Regions from separate parts of the Oryzias latipes genome. Here region 2 is linked to region 1. The links are chromatin contacts, called in public Hi-C maps. All regions are on one chromosome and are shown on one strand. Each heading gives the region's core, a stretch centred on a gene start, on an enhancer-like site or on the middle of the called end of the contact. The rest is flanking DNA. Distances are from core to core; before and after follow the strand shown. Region 1 holds the start of agbl5 (cytosolic carboxypeptidase-like protein 5). Region 2 holds the start of LOC101155396 (B-cell lymphoma/leukemia 11B).

What was found. Hi-C and Micro-C count contacts between places; a contact is called where the count stands out from the background.
Region 2: a Hi-C map of embryo shows a contact between it and region 1, with 6 times the contacts expected there. The contact joins the promoter of LOC101155396 here to the promoter of agbl5 in region 1. A contact is called at or near these places in 4 of 5 Hi-C or Micro-C datasets (embryo, fibroblasts and gastrula embryo).

What each region holds. Positions count from the first base shown.
Region 1 is chr24:3,411,488-3,414,893 of ASM223467v1, reverse strand. agbl5 (cytosolic carboxypeptidase-like protein 5) reads left to right here and starts at 1,850. Exons shown (of 17, transcript XM_023953282.1): 1 at 1,850-2,168; 2 at 2,801-3,086; 3 at 3,158-3,329. The coding sequence starts at 2,872.
Region 2 is chr24:3,578,090-3,581,495 of ASM223467v1, reverse strand. It overlaps LOC101155396 (B-cell lymphoma/leukemia 11B), which reads left to right and starts at 1,497. Exons shown (of 3, transcript XM_011491454.3): 1 at 1,497-2,224. The coding sequence starts at 2,161.

The sequences.
Region 1 (3,406 bases), core at 601-3,100:
TAGACAATGACACAAGGACTTGACGTTCTGATGGCACTGACATGTTTAATGACATAAAGCAGTGGCGATTTTTGATATGGGCGATGTGGGCGGTCGCCCAGGGCGGCACTTTATAGGGGGCGGCATTTGCCGTGCCTGAGGCGTTACACATAATGTGCTACATACTATATTCAAAGAGAAAGCTTGGAGCTTTTAATTTGAAATTGCTTCAGCAGCCGACACTTAGTGCTTTTAGTTTGACACATCAGACTCTTAAGAATGTCTTCCTCCTATTTGCTCTTCACACTTATGGTGCAAAAAAAAAAAAAAAAAAAAGAATACCTCAGAGTGAAACAACGTAAAACAGGCACATGAAAATGAATTAGGCAGAACAATCACCCGTGCTCAACCCAATTTCGAAAAAAGCAGGCAATGGAGATTATTTCCCACAATTCTTTGCTCTGACACAGCATACCCGATGCGCACGTGACCACCGCCCTCTGCTGCAAGACGCTTGCGGCCACACCTCTTTGCGGTAGTCTTTGGAACATAAGTCAAAAAACTCGAGAGGGGAGCGCAACTCGCCGGTGGCTGAATCACACTAACAGGTGATTGGGAGTCTTTTTCTATCTGACAATCAACTCTGGGCCGCAGCTGCGCCTCCCGTCATAGAGACGGAGCCGCGTGTGTCAGAGGGAAGGGGAGGGGGAGGGGGGATGAGCGCAGACCATTTTTTTAAGATTGAGTTTTTTTGGAGGATTTCTGCTGTTGGTGATGCACAAATTTAGGGAAATGCCAAATATTTTTGGAGTAATCCCACTGATGAGTTCTAAGATTTAGTCTTTAATGTTTTATAAGACCTAAACATATTAATCACAATAAGTTTTATTTTTTAGATCTAATCCCTCTGATATGTTTCACAAAGACACAGGACGTCACACATTAAGAAATTATTGCTAAAAATGAAGCAGGAATCCAGCTCTGAAAAAAAATGCTCTAAAAAATGATGAAAGAGCAAAAAAAATTGAATTATTTGATATATAATTTCTTATTAATATTTCCAGGCTTTCTTTGTTTTTTGTCCTGCAGCATGTTCATATTTGTATAATTTTGACAGAATATATTTATATGGAAAACAAAATATTACAAGTTATTTAAGGTTTAACTTGTGTTCCTGTTTTTATTCATATTTATGTTCAAAAAGTTCAGTTTAAAAGGTTTAAAAGTTTAGCTTTAGTGTGTTCAGTAAACATTTATCTTCTTCGGCCCAAAACCTTAAGCGTGTTTTTAACTTAGGCCCCTGTGTGACTGAGTTTGACCCCCCTGTAATACGAGTCTAGAGAATTCATGCATTTTTTTGTGTAAAATGGCTAAATAGAAGATAGGGAACACAGCAGGATGTTGTCAAATTTTGTATGTGTGCGGGGGGGGGGGGGGGGCGCTGGTGGGGTTACTCGCCCAGGGAGTAAGTTAGTGTAGAGCAAGTTACAGGCTTTTGCAAGAAATCCATAGTGTTTTGCTGTTTGTACAAATTGTTTTGAGAAATGCACACACATATTTGCAAACTTCAATTCTGATCTGAGAATTGTACTAAAGCGACTGAGAAATGACATTTAACAATTCAACAGAGTGAGGCGTTCATGGAGCGTTCGAACCAGAGCTCTCCCTTTAATTCAATTTAATAAAATCCAATTTATTTTCTCATTGCGAGTTCTGAAATAAATAATAACTACTTTTGTATGGTCATAAAACTCCGAAATTCCGCATTCCATAGCAGAAGGTGGCAGCACTGCACCTCTGAACCCCCCAGATACTAACAGGAGGAAACAGCAGCATCGCCACTTCCAACAACGAGGACATTTCTCTGTATCCTTTCCTCTGATAGTCCTGAACGCAGCACACCGTGTGATGCATTCGGGGGGTTGCGAACAAGGACGGTGACAACAAACGTTAACGTCGACTAAAAATAACGGTTTTAAGACTGATTGTGTACATAACTGAGGCAGGAAGGCTCGTATTTTAAGTGTTTCGATAGTTTAACGGGCTAAACTCGCGGTTTAGGTCTTCATTCTGAGCTTATATACCAACGACTTATTATTTGTGGCTAAATTAGCCGAGTAGCTTGAAGCTTGGGGACGTTTTTGCTAGTAGCTATGTGGACCACTGACGGCATCAAACTCAGCTTTGTGGTAAGCCTTCCTGAAATCGTTAGCCCACTGTTGTGATCATGTAGCATCGGAGATGTTGTGTAACAAACGTCGTTTTTTTTCTACCCGACGACCCGCTACTTTGATTTTTCTAGGTCAACTGATTTCGCCGCTCATTTATTATATATATAATATATATAAATAATGCAATTAATCTGCCCTATTTAGCTCCAAATGTGTCGTCTTGATTTCAAATGAGCAAATTTACTGTGGTACATGAAGGGGGTTGTAATCATTCGATGATGTTTTGATCTGTGGTTGTAGTTTTCCTAAATGCCTTTAGGTGTCGCTGTTTTGTGTTGGCTTGAATCTCCATGCCAATGCTGTTTTCATGTACACGTCAGTCAGGGACATCAAAATGAACGAATAAAACACCTCTTTGTATGTTGAAGACTTTATGGGAGCATTTACACTTAGAGAAGGGATGAAAGAAAGTGAGCATTTGAACGCAACACCTTGATGAAATTCCCCTATTTAATGAGTTTCCTGCAGTTGTTCAGTATGTTTGAATGGGATTTCCAGGAAGAGGTTTATGTACTAAGTGTCTCGTAAGTGCTTCTATATTTATATATATTTTTAATGTAAACTGCTTGTTCTCTTTAATTTTACAACAGGCTGTCAATGTCACATGCATGGCTGACACTAAAGAGACATTTTAAGCAGGAGGTGGAAAAGACCGAGAGCCATGGAGGCGTGTTTTGGAAACATCGTGTTCAGCTCCAAGTTTGATTCGGGGAACCTGGCACGGGTGGAAAAAGTGGAGAGGGGCAACCTAAGCCCCGCCTCTGACACGGCCTCCAGTGGAAGCTCCCCCTCGGGGTCACACCTCGCCCCCGACTATGAGTTCAATGTGTGGACGCAGCCAGACTGCGCCGGCACCGAGCACGAAAATGGAAACAGGTGACGACAAATGGATCTCACATGAACAAAAATTTCAATAGGATGTTCACTGACTGCTGTAAATCCTTTAGGTCGTGGTTTTACTTTAGTGTGAAGGGCGCAGCCCCTGGAAAGTTAGTTAAGATCAATGTGAGGAACATGAACAATCAGAGGAAGCTCTACAGCCAGGGAATGGCCCCTCTTGTCCGCTCTCTACCTGGCAAGAACCGTTGGGAAAGAATTCGAGACAGACCCACAACAGAGGTAAAAAAAAAATGGCCAACAGTGAGATTGATGAGAAGCACAAATCAAGCAACCGCTTTCATGAAATTCTTCTTCCC
Region 2 (3,406 bases), core at 248-2,747, 170 kb before region 1:
GCTATTGCTGGGAGCGTGCATATGAGCTATAATGGAGACACCGATGCATTATTGAGACACCCAAGGGTTGGGATCAAGGAGATGCTTGCAGCCACTAGAAGGTGGCAAGGGAGAGTGTGTGAACTCAGGATAATGTTTTCCTTAAGAATGTCCACGACAGCTGTTGAACTCCACAGGAGGAGGAAGAAGCTTCTTGTAACATAAATACCAAATTTCTGCCCTCCTCCACTTAGGGCTTCACAACACGCCTGGCCGATCTGAGAAAGATCGCCGCCGTGCCACCGTGTTTCCATGTGGCATCTGCTGAGGTTATGTCTCCTTGAGCCAGAGCTGAGATGACATTTCATTTATATAAATAATTACTACTCTGAAAGTCTCCCAGGCCTGCCCTGAAGCAATCTAACTTTTAATGCTCTTAAAATTGCCCAGCATGTTTTATTAATGGCAGGCTCTGAAATGTATTGCTATAGCTGCGCACTTCTCTGCCTAACTTTAAATGGCCATAAGAGGCTTTTATTTTCTTTCAACAAACTATCGGAACCAAATTATAGAGCAACGCAAGTGGGAACTGTATGTGAAAGCTGTGAAGTTCAGCTGTGATGTGTACAAGTGTGCATATGGAGGATCTGAATGAATGCAGCCAGGAATGTGCAGGATGATTTTGCCCATTAGTGCCACGCGAGAATGATCTGCTCCAAGGACTCTTTTGGAGTCTAAATATCATAAATGGTACTTCAAGGAGGCTTCACAGAGTAAAGGGACTGAAACAGGTTGGATTTGTCTCCCGACTGTGCCAACAGAGGGTAGTGTTGCCTCGCAACAAGCTGCAATCATCCGAACAAACAATCCTGCGGCATGATCACCTTTAGTTTTGAAATATATTGTGGACATATGTGCATTATACTGTCCATAATTGTGTGCAGGAGCGTTTAAAATAGTCAGATGGAACTTTTGTGACGTCACTTATATCAAAACCAACAGACAATATTTGCAGAAATGTGAATTTTGGTGTGTAGGAGTAATACAAAGTCAAATTCTTCTTGCTATTTTGTCTTTAAATCCCCACAAATAAACGTTTAAACGAACGGATTAACTTAAAAAAACTGTTAAATGGATTACTTCTGTGAGCCCAGAAGAAGCTGTCCGTGCGCTGTCCGCCCCCTGCGCGCGTCTGCTCGGAGCACTTGAACTTGAATCCTACAAAAGCGGAGACAAGCCTGAGCACGCACCACCTGGGTTGGCACGCGCGCGCACACACACACACACGTCCCAAACAGAGAACCTTTCGACGTGAGTCAACAAGAACTAGCCTCCCCAAAAGAAACCGGGAAACATCGGACCTCAGTTGGCTGGAAGAAAAGGAGGAGGTGTCTCGTGTTCGCGCGTGGTCCCTTTCTCTCTCTCTCTCTCTCTCTCTCTCTCTCTCTCTCTCTCTCTCTCTCTCTCTCTCTCTCTCTCTCTCTCTCTCGCCTCTGTGTTTGTGTGTGCGTGTGTGTGCGTGTGTGTCTCTCTTTCTCTCTCAATCAACGACTGCTGCTACCAGAGCCAAGAGTTGCCGTGCCGCGCACCGGTGCCAAAACGCGCAGGAGGAGCCAGTGCCAAAGGGTCATTTTAGCGCAGCATGCATTGTTGAGACGGAAGGACTGTAGGGAACCCTAAAGCAAACAGCTGCGATTTGACCCCAGACACAACAAATACAGATTTCAATTTAACAGAAAAAAATCTGGAAGGAGGATCCATCAGCGCTGGAGTGCTGCTTTTACCTCATCTGTCATCACGATCGCCGCAGAGGTGGGCAGTCCAGGGATTTTTTTGGGTGTGCAAAAGCTGAATGATTTTTTTCCCCGTAAAGACGGGCCATCGCTGGCTTAAAGCTTTCTGATTCCCGCGCTTGCCTGATCCAGGTGTTGCTTCCCTTTGTAAAAAAAAACAACAACAACAACAACAAAACAAACCATTCAAAAAAACCTCCAAAGTGGTCAAGCGTCCCGTTTGGCTGCTGCACCTCCGCGCGTCAAAGTTCCAGAGAAAGACTGTTGCGAGTACAGAGGAGGGATAGCCTACGACTGGAAGGGGAGAGCAGGTCACCAGACCGACACCACGGTCCAAGCCGACTCCAAGTGCCGTTCACCGGGCGATGCCAGAGTAAATGCCGGGGCAATGTCCCGCCGCAAGCAGGTGAACCCGCAGCACTTATCGTTGACGCACAGAGAGACCGTACAAGGTGAGTCACGCGCACAAACCCACGCTATTATCAGACTGGAATAAAGAATAAATAATCATTCAGCAGATTTTTGGGAAACATGTAACATTGTTTTTAAGACGCAAAAATATCGATTTATCACAAACAATTTTGACATAAAATAACTTAAAGTTTTGTTTTCAAGTTAAATTTGAGTCTTGATTTGTTTTGGGACCAAAGCTACAGAATTTGATGTGGACCCCCAGTTGATCTTCTAACTCTTGTTGTGCGTGCGTTTGGATGCACGCATGTGCGTTCCGCGTGTTTCATCTCATTTTCTGTTTGCATCATTTTAGAAATTCTTTCTAATTTAATTAAGTAACTTTACAGCCAGTGGTACATTCTTAATTAATCATTTATTTTATTAATGAGAAGTTTTTCTTGTTTTTTCGTCTGTTCTGTAAGTTACGCGCAGTTTATTTTTATCCTTCAGTCTATTTTTGAGATACTATCAGAAAACATTTTAAGAAACGTTCGTGCTTGAAAACTTATTGCGAAACATATTCAGTTTTTTAGTAGAAAAAAAACGACTTTTTAAAAAATAAATATTTTTAAATTAAATGTTTTTTCGGGAAAAATATCGAATTTTTTGGAAAACTTGGAATTAAATTGCGCAGACAGTATACCCCCCCCCCCCCATGCGACATATGATTAAAAAGTCTCATAATCCAATTTTAAATCAATTAAATCCATCTAACCTTCATCTCCCACGGCTCCTCTGTGCCTAAATCCAATTTGGTGGAGGCCTAATCTAAGTAATTCATTGCAGAAGTTCTTGATGTGATCTTTGGCTGGTGTGTTTTGTGCAGAACACATCAGGTGTGTTCCCCTCCCAGCCGATAAAGCCTCATTCCAATCACCTTGTTGAATTTAAAACTCTGATGCAGGACTTTTGCATTTATAAGGCTTTAATTTTAGTGAGGGGCATGTTGTGGATATTGATCTGACATCTTATTGTCTGTCAGTTAATTAAAGTGAAGAGGATTTGTCCCTGAGTCAGAAAATTTCCATCATCACTTTAAATATTTCACTTTTTTTTAAAATAAACTTGCGTTCACTTTTTGAGGTTTAAACCGCATCAGAGCAGCTGCTGTGCACTTTTGTTGCATATCTCAGCTACCTGTGATGGAAAAAAAATTCAGATCCTGCACTGATGATGAGAGG